Regions from separate parts of the Zea mays genome. Here all the other regions are linked to region 1. A link is a contact called in public Hi-C data. All regions are on one chromosome and are shown on one strand. The core of a region is the stretch at or near the end of the contact, and the rest is flanking DNA. Distances in the headings are between cores, read along the strand shown.

Region 1 (4,162 bases), core at 872-3,371:
AACAATGCCTACAGGGCGTGCGAAAAATATGTGACTCGATGATGGCGGTCCGACTCAACGAGAGTGGTCCGATTAAGCGAGAGTGCGACATAGCAATCAAATGACGCAGCCAAGTTCGTACGACACAAATACTGCGTCTTGTTGCCAGGGCGCAGCCAGTGGTGCTCAGCCAATGTCATAACTCGATCGATTAATAACGTAGTCTGATCGACGTGTCTGAGTACCCACTATACAATTTAATCGCTCGACGTGAGTCCAAAAGCTCAACACATCATAAATATTTAGAGCGATTCACGTATACACCATATAGTCTTTACATGTATTTTAATAATTTTCTGCTAAATATCTACTACGAGAAATAAAGCAGAAATATAATACTAGAATTAAAGCATAAGCAGATCAGGTGTATGAAAGACATTTTCTCATATTCAAGCATACATTTTTCTACTAATTATTTACTGCGGGAAATAATTGATTAAGGTAGAAACTGCAATGTAAAACAAATTTTTATTCTATTTGTTATATTCAGCAGGAAAATAGAATAAAATAGTATGGCACATGTATATAAATTAAAATATGTATAAATTCAACCGCAATTAATAAAAAAAATTGTAAAGCACATTAAGATCCTATTTTTTTCTCTCCTTCCACGAATCTGTTTCTGCGCGCACAATACATCTAATCCACTTTTTCGTTTTCTATTGAGCCGCCATTTTCAGATCGTATTGCATGCAGATGCAGCCATGCAGTGGACGCATACAACTGCTTTGACCGTGACCTATAATGGGGCAATAAATATGCATGGTTCAACTGCTTTCTCCGCCGCTACAGGACATCATGCAACCGTTTCTTTTTTTTGTTTTTCTCAGCCGCACGCTTAGTCAAAGAAATGGGGCCCACTTTTTTTACTCGGCAATCAAGGCCCCTGTTTGTTTCAGCTTTTCGTAGCTTCTGGCCACCAAAAGCTGCTGCGGACTGCCAAACACTCAGCTTTTCAGTCAGCTTCTATAAAATTCGTTTGGGTAAAAACCATTCAAAATCAACATAAACATATAATCGGTTGTGTCGTCGCAATAGTAGTAATCCATCACTTTATAGATCGTGAGTCCTATGGACAACTTTATCTTCCTCTGCACGTAATCCTAATAATACGCAGATTCTCTACACAGCCAAATTTTTCCCACAGCTAGATTCTCGAAAAAGCTGGTCAGAAAAAAGCTGAACCAAACAGGCTCAAGGAGCACTGCATGCACGCATGCATCTGCTGCACTCACTTTTCCAGCATATTTTTCTCCGCGAACATAGATCGGAAAGTAAATAACACATCCAATCTCAAATTTCATACCACTAGATTACGTAAAGGAATCGAGGGCTATCGCGTAGGACAGTTCGGCTAGGCCAGGACCTGCCGGCTTGACGATGAGTTGACGCAGATCTGATCCCACAGTAACGTCGAGGTAGAGCGTGCTGATAACGTGTTGAGAATTACGTCACCACGGATCACCAGATCCGCTCCCTTTCCTCCCGTCAGCAGTAGAGGCGCGAGAAGCTATAAAGAACTCGTCTCCCTTCCCAGAAGCACGATAGAGTAACACACGAGACACATGATATAGGGTTGGACCTCTGACCTCTTTCTCTTCTCTATTCCATATGAGGGGTACAAGTTCTATATATAGAGACGTGATCGACCTCAGGAGCATATTCGGTATTTGCCCACATAACCCTTTATCAGGGTTTCTCAACATCATGTTCTATCACACACGGATCTGAGAACGACGGTTTCCCTGCACCGCAGCCCGTGCATCTCCACACTCCACAGGCCACCGGTTGTGATGCCACCACCACGAGACGAGGGCACGACGGACCGCGTGCGCCATGCCGTCGCCATCGCGCATAGGCCATCGGCCGGACGGAGTGGCCTGTGGGCCCCCGGAGCTTGGAGGTTAAGGCTTCCGTGGGCCGTGGCCTGAGCCGCGCGTGGTGCGGTGCACGGTGGGCCAGGGCCTGCTAACGCTGTCTTGGGCTTTGCCGCTTCTTGGTTCCCATGGTGGTCTCTGGTCTCTGGTCTGGAATGGTTACTGTGCGTGATATATAAACGCGCGGCACATGTACGCAGGCACAGAAAATCCTGGCTCGTGCGATGCGACCTCTTGGCTCTCGCTAGGTTGTATGTGTGTGTGTGTTTAAAAGCCTAATCTACCGCACCAGCGGCCTCTAGTGTCTCCTCCTCCTCTATCCCTCGCAAAGCAAACACACACGCGCTTTCTCGGTGCCACCACCAGCAGCACCCCGTCTCCGTCCCGGCCCCCGACGCCCGGCGGGACATGAAGAAAGACGAGGAGGGCGCCAATGCCACCGTCGCCGGCGACGGCGACGCACGACGACGTTCCGCGCTCCCCGTCCGCCTGCTGCCGCTCCGGTGACGGTGACCCCTACCTAGCTCTCTCCTTCGTCCTCGCCTTCTGAGTCGCCGTCCTTCTTGCCTCTATGGAGCGAGCTCGCCGTCGCCGTTACCGTCGTCGTGGTGCAGACCAGCGGCTCAGCGGATTGAGGGGAGCCCTGGCGGCGGAGAAGGCGTCGTACGTGTCCTGGTGATGGGTGCGGATTTGGCATGCGGGAAAGCCAGGCATCGTTTTTTTTTAATTTCCCCCCTCGGTGGTGATTGTTGCTAGCTGTTGCTGCTTTTGTTGTCAGTTTTAGCCCCCTTTTTTCACCTTCTCTCTTCTTTTTGACCCCCCCTCCCAACTACTTTGTAGTTTTGCCAATCACGGTTCTACTAAGAACATATCGGTTATCGGAGAGCGAAATGTTCGTGCGGATTCTGCTCTTTATCTCTCTCCCTCTCTCTATGTATAAAGCTGGCTACCATGCTTTGGCAACACGCGCGACTTAACTGCAGCTGTGCAATGCTACAGCCTACAGCAGCTCAATTAACTAACTAGTCCAATACGAAATAGGAGTACCTTTCTCTCATCATTCTTCTTTTTTACATGATGCAAGCAAACAATGTCCTTCGGTGATGATTATTACCTTCTGAAACCATGAATCCTGCCTGCCTTTTGTTTGTTTGTGTTTCAACTGTGTGTCTAATAGTGCAATGCAGTTACTGTTTACTGCAGCTACTGTGCATGTAAAGCGTGGCATAATAATGTAATCCCCGGTAGATTTTCAGCGCTAAGCATTTCTCGTGCAGATAAGATAGAGCAGCAGCAGCCCGCAGCTGATCCTTACCGCTGCGGCTGTGTATCAATTAGGCCTCGCCGGCTGCACTAGCCATGATGAATCCCATGGAGAAGAGAGGAGAAGAGAAGAGAAGCTAGCCACAAAAGGGATGAGGTGACAGATGAGGGGGAGAGCCAGACAGACAACCTAACTGGCGAACCCTATGCAGTCAGATGCCCCTGCCTCTGACCAGGCAAAAACTTCAGCGGTCCCCAACGATGCAGCAAAATGGCATTCAGAGGCAGTAGTGATCGGCGAAACCAGACGGGCCCTCTGCGTGCTGTATTTTGTGTTGCACACAGGATGGGCATAGCTTGGTTCTATGATTGAGCTGTCATTGGTGATATGGGAAGCAGCGGGTTCTAAGAACTACTCGTGTACTGCCTGATATTATTGTTGTTTGTTCTGGGATGTGCTGCGGGCGTGCCTGATAAATGGGCGATGGCATGCATACAGTTGTTCTCAATCTTGTGACCTTGTTAAGAACCACATGATAATGCGCATGTATGTATGTACTCCAAGCATACAGTCTTTTTTTTAGACTCTTGATTTAAAATACGTATAAATATACTATCGATATTTATATCTCTAAACAAATCTGTTATATAAAAATATATTTCTATGTCATTTAACGATACTTGTTACACATAAGAAATGTTAGTTAAATATGTGACTCGTCTAATAATTGTGAGAGGCGCATTTATTAATTTTGGAAGTGAGGTCCTTAGGCTGTCCGCAGTGATGACTCTAAAGCATACGCTATCGCCGTATGCAGTAAATGAAACGCTGCAGTGGCGCACGCTACGAGCGACGGTAAATATAGGGTGGGCTTCAGAAACGCTATTTGCAGGGTATACAAGGCTCCAACTGCAAACGTACGGGCACATGCAAAGGGCACAGCTGGTGCAGTACGAGCACATGCAAAGGGCGCAGCTAGCGC
Region 2 (3,858 bases), core at 884-3,383, 150 kb before region 1:
TGGATAATCGATAATGATTGCACACAACATATGACCAGTGACCTTTATGCGTCCACCTCACTAAATGAAGACCGTTCATATGGTTGTAAATCGATTGAATGTGAGCGGTTAATTTTTTGAGTCAGTGACAGTGATGGGTAATTTTGATCAACTATATCAAAATAGTAAATCTGTCCCCTTGGATTTATCAATCTAGTAAATTTGGAATTCGTGAATCTAGATCATTTTGGCTAACTCCAAATATAGTAAATTTGGAATTCGTGAATCTAGATCATTTTGGCTAACTCCAAATATAGTAAATTTGGAATTCGTGAATCTAGATCATTTTGGCTAACTCCAAATCTAGTAAATTTGGAATTCGTGAATCTAGATCATTTGGCTAACTCCAATCCAAATCTAGTAAATTTGGATTTCGTGAATCTAGATCATTTGGCTAACTTTTCATATGAAGCGGAGTGTTTTTAGGAACTGTATCTACGCTGCATACACTCGATTTTTAGGTGGCGCATTTTGTTTCTTGTGCCACCTCAATACGCATCGATTTGACCTTGATATTTAGAGTACTCAAGGAGTGAGGTGGTCACTCATCTCCTCTCTAGTAGCATCTGTATCTCGGTAATACGCATCGATTTGTAGTCTACTTGTAATGCTGATTTTTAAAGCTGGGATAAAAGCCAGTAGCATCTGTATCTCATCTTTCATCCCCTTAAGCCAGTAGTTGTAATGCTGATTTTTTAAAGCGGAGTTATGTATCTTGATATACAAACCCTTTTCTCAAGCAAACTTAACTGCTTTTTTTTCCTGAAAATATTACACAACAAACATTACAACGACAACAGTAGTTGCGTACAGCAACGACCACAGCGAACCGTGTGCATGCATGATAGATGGACGCTGGATTGGTAGTTTCATGACTTCCATCCAGAGACCCATGTCTTATTTATTTGTAAGGAAACACACACACACACACAAACGGTGCCTCCTCTGCCTACTTCTCATGACATGAAGGGCAGCACCATCACTTGATTCACTTCATTTGCATCCGTCCAACTGATTATTTATGTTTTTTTTTTCTTCTTCTTTCCTGTAGGTTTGCACTTGAGACAGGATGCATGCAACTGTTTCGCATGGCATCACTTGGCGTGAGCAGACCCCTTCTCGGCTATCACTGCAGCAGAACCTGTGGACAGAAAATGAAACCAAGATAATGGTTCTAGATCAGTTAATTAAAGGTTTTAAAAAGAGAGAGAGAGAGACAAGACTGTGAAGTGAAGTTGTGTTCTTCATGCTTTGACAGACTTTGTTTACTACTCCGATCCTCAAGTATGCACTACGAAATCAACAACAAGCAAAGCCTAGACCGCTGGAAGTTTGGAACAGGAGTGAAGAGATGTACCTACGACGCAGCTGGCTGAGCCGTTCGCGTAGAAGGCGTGGATATCCAGCTGCCGGAAGTTGGTCTCGGGTGCGCTTCCAGCTATTCTGTGCTTGATCGTGCCGCGTGCCAGAGCCAGCTCTCCTGTCCCTCCCACGACAGCCCACTCCCCCTCCGGTGGAAGAACTCCCATCACCGGGAGCGTGGATCCGCTGAACCTATCGCACAACAAGCACGGGTTGTTATCGACCGACGCACCATGAACAGATGGGAGGGAGGGAGGGAGGGAAGCGAAAATGCTAACCTGTCACCTTGGAACACCATGTTGAGGTTGAGGGAGACGAACCAGCCCACGTTGGCTAGATCAGACAAGACATGCACGCCTTGCGCGTGTCCCACCACCTTTGCGCCTTGAGCAGGCGCGTCTACCAACGTCCAGTCCTGAACGACGGTCTGGCCGAACGGATTAGCGTGCTGAGGTCTGAAAATTACCTCCTGGTTGTGACTTGGTCCAGTACCGACAACTTGCTTCAGATACACGCGCCAGTTCAGCTCGTTCTCACAGGTGTATGAGCATGGGCACGGGCATCCCAGTGAAGCAGTAGCCAAGACCAGCAGAAGCGACATGAAGAGGATGGTGGTGGTCAGGCGGGCATTGCTAGCACTAGCAGGATGTGCCATTGGCAAAAGGGTTTGTGGGCTCGGGAAGGAGACGACAGAGTACGAGTGTTTAGCTTGCTGTCTTCGTGTGACTGCTGTGGCCTGCGGGGTGGGGAAGATGGGCTGTATTTATAGCCAGAGAGGCCCAGGAATAAGGTTCGTCGATCGACGTGCTGCTATACTATTGAAGGACCACGACGATAAGGGAAGGGAGGTTCGTCAATTTCTTTTCAGTCTTGCAAACATGGAACGATACATCACTTCACCAGCTCTGTTTTTTTTTTTTGTTATTTGGCTATTTTTTCTTCTTCTCTCCCCATCGTATGAGTATATTCGTATCTCTGGTCGTTTGCCCAACGTTTTTCAAACTCAACTTGCTGTGTTTATCTCTTGAATTTATTTGGCGTGGGTAGAGGTGGAGCCGTGGGATTGTGGACAACTTTTTTGGGCAAAACTCGATCGAGAACTTCGGCTAGGTCGGTTAATTTCTGCAGATCGACTAGTCCAATTTGTGCCGGTTAATTAATGGTGTACTCCGTGGACAACTGCTACGTAATTAATTTAAGACAGGCATACTGATAGTGAAAGTGCTCGGGATATAAGTTCCGTTCCACAGGATTGTAACTATAAAATATATGATCACATTAGTTTAGAGCCAATGATTGCGCTTCTTTGCCTATCCTGTCCATATGTTCTGCTTCCACATTGTAGTCAAGTCGTTTCATACCTTTTTTCTGTTTCAAGACCATTTTTCTTGCAAATATGTGGCCGTGTAGTCTTGTACTCCCTAGCTAGCACTTGAATGAAACATTTTTACTATTTATTTTAATAAATTTGTATAGAATATTTTTTTTAAAACAAAATGAAGACAGTACTATGTATAGGCTATCTCTACAAATCAGTTTCTACGTACGGTTCTTGATTTCTGAGTTATTTTGACGTCTCTCTATAGATGATCTGTGTAGTAGCCAATTTTCGTGGTCATATTTAGAGTGTATTTGGTTTAGCTTTCTGAGCTAAATTCACCTCCAAAGATCTATAATCTCAACCAAACATGTACAAGTACAACAGAATAGATTCATGCAAATAATCATCTATAAATTTCTCTAGTTCAATTCAGAATCATCTTCTACCCTAAAATTTTCAGATTCTTGCCATCCATATTAGTGTCATGATGTTATAGAATTTATAGTCGATAACCGTTTCAACAAAACAAAATTTAGTTTTTCCATAAACGTTGGCTCACAACTCATAGCTAGATCAAATTTTTAGGAATCTACAGGTGAACCAAACAGGCCCTTAGGACCTATTTGTTTCGTTTTTTTGGCTGTTAGACTCTCTCCAATAGATAGTATAAAATAGAGGACGCAAAACTGTAGAGGACACTTTTTGGTACTGTTTGCATAGTGTAGTTTGGTGATAAGGGATTGGATAAGGGATCTGTTGGAGATAGCATTAGAATCGACTTTTGGCAGCTAAAATTTTCGCTCTCAGTTTGTTCATATGAAAATCGTTTATGTAAAAATCAATCAAATCAACATGGACGTAGAATCCGTCGAGTCATTACGACGAGAGGAGAATGTCGCATTCTAAATCTTAAACCGTGCATATTTCTTCATTTTTTTCTCTACATATAAGCTCCGTAATATCTAGATCCTCGTGATAGTTATATTATCTAGAAATACGGTTCTCGGAAAATCACTTCATGGAAAAAAACATGTCCCAAACGGGCCTTAATTGGCCGCTCCGTTCTAGTCAATAAGAAGATAAGAGCAACCTTGCGGCACGTAGGTCATCAATCGATTCACATGGGAAAAAGAGAG
Region 3 (3,654 bases), core at 827-3,326, 250 kb before region 1:
AACAGCCAGTACTTCGCTTGAAGTTTTTCGGTTTTGTTACTGAATTTTTCGCCGTTTTTACATTGAGTTACAGTATATGTACTTCGTTTTTCGAAACAGTTTTATTCTATGATCGCGCAAAGACTTGACTTGATACCAGCAATACATACTGGTGATTTGTGACTTGTGAGAGTGTTTTTTTTCTGTTTGTGAGAATGGCATGTCTTATGATCTGATTTCAGAAACAAAAAGACTACTACTGTAAAGCAGAGTTGATCGGTAAGTAATACGGTCCCAATATAGTTAAATCTGGGCAGGGCTATACATGTAGATTAATTTGAAGTTTAATCAAACCTGTAATTCATAAAACTATACTACTATGTAGCAACAGCTGGGTGTGAAATTTAACTTTACATTCTGAGAGAGTACTATGTAGCAACGCTTTGTTCGTTCGTCTGCCCACTCGTTGTCGCTGGCCTTGTTTGCGATATCCTCCCCTTACATTGTTCTCAGATCCTAGATGGGATGAGCGGCGTGGAGTTTGACAGGTACGCCGCCGCGGCTGCCACGCCGCTACCTAGTTTCACTGGGTACCCCACATCCTTGAGCACCATCTCCACACCGCTCAGACATCCCAGAAGTTGCAGCTGACAAAGAAGAAGAAAAAAAAATAATGTTTGGGAGCATCAAGATATAGTACGTTGCACTGATTAATTAATTAAACGAATTGCCAAACTCTGCAGTGCGCTACCTCGTTGAGGTTGCCGAGATGGCCGATCCTGAAGACCTTCCCGGCGACCTTGTTGAGGCCGAGGCCGAGACTGAGGTTGTACCGCTTCCACGCGTGCCTGACGACCTCGGCGCTGTCGATGTTGGGCGGCACGACGGCGGCGGTGACGGTGTCGCTGAACCACTCCTCCTTCTGGCAGCAGTTGCTGAGCCCCCACGCCTCGACGGCGAGCCTGGTGGCTGTCCCAAGGCGGTTGTGCCTCCTCACGACGTTGTCCAGCCCTTCCTCGAAGATGAGGTCGAGCGCGGTGCGGAGGCCGTAGAGGAGCTGGATGGAGGGCGTGTAGGGCCAGTACGTGCCCATGTCGTAGAACCTGAGGTAGTCCTTCCAGTCGAAGAAGACGCGCACGGACCTGGCCGTCTTGCTGGCCTCCAGCGCCCTGGGGCTGGCGCACACGATGCCCATCCCCGTCGGCATCGACAGCGCCTTCTGCGAGCCCGTGAGCGCCACGTCCACGCCCCACTCGTCCATGCGGAAGTCCAGCGCGCAGATGGACGACACGCCGTCCACCAGCAGCAGCGCCGGGTGCGCGTGCTTGTCCAGCAGCGCGCGCACGGCGGCCAGGTCGTTGGTGACGCCCGTGGCCGTCTCGTTGTGCACGATGGCCACGGCCTTGATGGCGTGCCGCGGCGCGTCCTCGCGGAGCCTGCGCTCCAGCGCGGCCAGGTCGGCGCCCTGGCCCCACTCGCTCTCCACCGCGTCCACGTCGAAGCCCAGGCGCCGCTGCTGGTCGATCCACAGCAGGCTGAACTGCCCGATGAGGAAGGACACGACCCTGTCGCCCGGGGACAGCGTGTTGGTCAGCGCGCTCTCCCACGCGCCCGTCCCCGTCGTCGGGATCATGAAGGGCGTGCCCGTCGTGGTCTTGAAGATCTTCTTAACGTCCTCCAGCAGGACCTTGGTCAGCGCCGGCACCGCCGGCGAGCGGTAGTCCTCGTTCTGCCGGTTCATGGCGCGGATCACGGGGTCCGGGATGTTCACGGGGCCCGGCACGAACAGGTGGGTCCGCCCGGGGCCATACACGTAGTCCGCCATCGTAGCTGATTAGCTTATTGCTGCTGGTACTAGCAGCAGTGCACGCAGGGAGAGGAGGGAGTGTCAGCGTAGTGCACTGAACTTGGCAACCAAACCTCTAGACTGATCCTTACTTACGCCTTGAGCCCACATGCCAAGCAAACACTTTGCTACATACTACATCATCGTCGATCACAAATCCAAAAAGAAGACAAGATTGCACTGGACCGGAGACAGGCGTACCTGTGGTAGCTAGCTGCTGCCGGCTGCTCCCCTGTGCGGACCGGAGGGAGGAGGGACTGGAGAGGAGGGCGAGCCGCTCACGCGTTTGTGAAACATCAAATACGGGAGGCTGGCGCCTGGCGGGGGCGATAGGATAGGCATAGGATGACGACGGCTATATAGGATAGGATAGGAGCCATGGCGTCCAAACTCCAAAGGGCGATCCTTTCGCGGGCCCAGCCGTCGTCCGGCGTGGCAGATAAGCCGTCCGGCCTGTCCTGGAGTGGCTGGCTGGCTTTGCAGCGCTCCTCCAGCTTGTGTGGACGACGGCGCTGCTGCACTGCACATCCAAACAACACTGACTGACGCCTACAGGTGCACAGAGATACTATCGACAGAGCTCAGTGTCCTTCAATTCAGATCGATCCTGTTTTTAGTGGCGGTTCTCGCATGAAGAAAGATTCAGTTCAGACTCGTCGGATGTGTGTCATCTCCAGAATGGGAGGAATGCAGCCGGCGACGCCGGATAAAGTGACAGAGCAGCAGCAACTCGGCTCCAGTCCAGTGGGTGCCAATCTGCAGGCCTGGGGCGCCGACGCGGCCACGTCACGCCCCCGCCCGGGGAAGATGTGTGTTATCCCTTCCGCTTGGCTCTCCGCTGTCCGTGGAACTACAGGACGATTTTTTCTTCTTCTGCGTCTCCTTCTATGTTGGTGTGACGACACACTAATTATTCGACGGGTCTGTTACTGCTCGCTCTGGGCCGCGATCGACGGCAAGGTTGGCGCTGACATCTGTGAGAACTGAGAAGAGTATAGGACGAGCAAGGTTCACCAAACCGGTTACTTAACAAAAAAAAAATGGTCAGGGTCCATATCTGATTAATCGCGATAAATTAGGAGAAACCGCTATTCAAATCCAAACCATCTTTCGAATTAAAACGGCTCGACATCGATTAATCGACTGATAAGACCTGATAAACCGGCAGCACAGGTGCAGAAACCAAACCAATTGTTTTTTTTTTTGCAAATAACGCACATTGAGGTCCCAAATTTTGAACAAAAGATAGTACAAATTTTATCACAAGTCAAATAGCAACATTTAACAGTTCAAATGCATGGAAAACCATATGCATAGTGTGTACGAAGGTTCAAAGCACCCGAAGATGTAGTCAGTAGTGATTCATGACATGAACATTAAAAACCGTTCTAAGTGTTCCCTTTCTGTCTTGGTCAACGAAATGAAGAAAACCAAATAATGACTCTATTACATCAACCACATACTTCATTTGGTCCCACCATGACAAGCTCGTAAGGGTTTCATATGTGTACTTTTCATCTGGCATGCTGCTAAACTTGCTTTGTAAGAATCCCCGAGAACCCATCCATTCCATGAAGTTTTCCTTCTGGTGAAGAAAACTCTCTAAGAATGCGTAATTTGTTCCAAATCTGGTGGCATTCCACCGAACCAACTCCCCATTGATTGCCTCCTTCATCATGGAATGTAACTTGTTATGATTGTGTTTTCAAATTTATGGTATGAGTAGAGGTGGTAATGGACCACAATTCAAATATTTCTTCACAATTTGTTTGAGCATTTAACTTATTTTAGTTAAAAATGAATAGAAATAGAGCCCGGTCCTAATCCGA

Evidence for each region. Hi-C and Micro-C count contacts between places; a contact is called where the count stands out from the background.
Region 2: a contact with region 1 is called in a Hi-C map of ear, with 1.9 times the contacts expected there. The contact joins the promoter of LOC103641577 here to the promoter of LOC100279477 in region 1.
Region 3: a Hi-C map of bundle sheath shows a contact between it and region 1, with 2.1 times the contacts expected there. The contact joins the promoter of LOC100281949 here to the promoter of LOC100279477 in region 1. A contact is called at or near these places in 4 of 25 Hi-C or Micro-C datasets (bundle sheath, ear, leaf and 1 more).

What each region holds. Positions count from the first base shown.
Region 1 is chr1:188,818,248-188,822,409 of Zm-B73-REFERENCE-NAM-5.0, reverse strand. It overlaps LOC100279477, which reads left to right and starts at 2,121. Exons shown (of 1, transcript NM_001364617.1): 1 at 2,121-3,743. The coding sequence starts at 3,386. The coding sequence ends at 3,535.
Region 2 is chr1:188,969,594-188,973,451 of Zm-B73-REFERENCE-NAM-5.0, reverse strand. LOC103641577 (pterocarpan synthase 1) reads right to left here and starts at 2,133. Exons shown (of 3, transcript XM_008664921.2): 1 at 1,680-2,133; 2 at 1,397-1,593; 3 at 770-1,180. The coding sequence starts at 2,056. The coding sequence ends at 1,134.
Region 3 is chr1:189,070,460-189,074,113 of Zm-B73-REFERENCE-NAM-5.0, reverse strand. LOC100281949 (Serine--glyoxylate aminotransferase) reads right to left here and starts at 2,076. Exons shown (of 2, transcript NM_001154867.1): 1 at 731-2,076; 2 at 254-626. The coding sequence starts at 1,804. The coding sequence ends at 489. LOC103641595 reads left to right here. Exons shown (of 1, transcript XM_008664937.4): 1 at 1-162.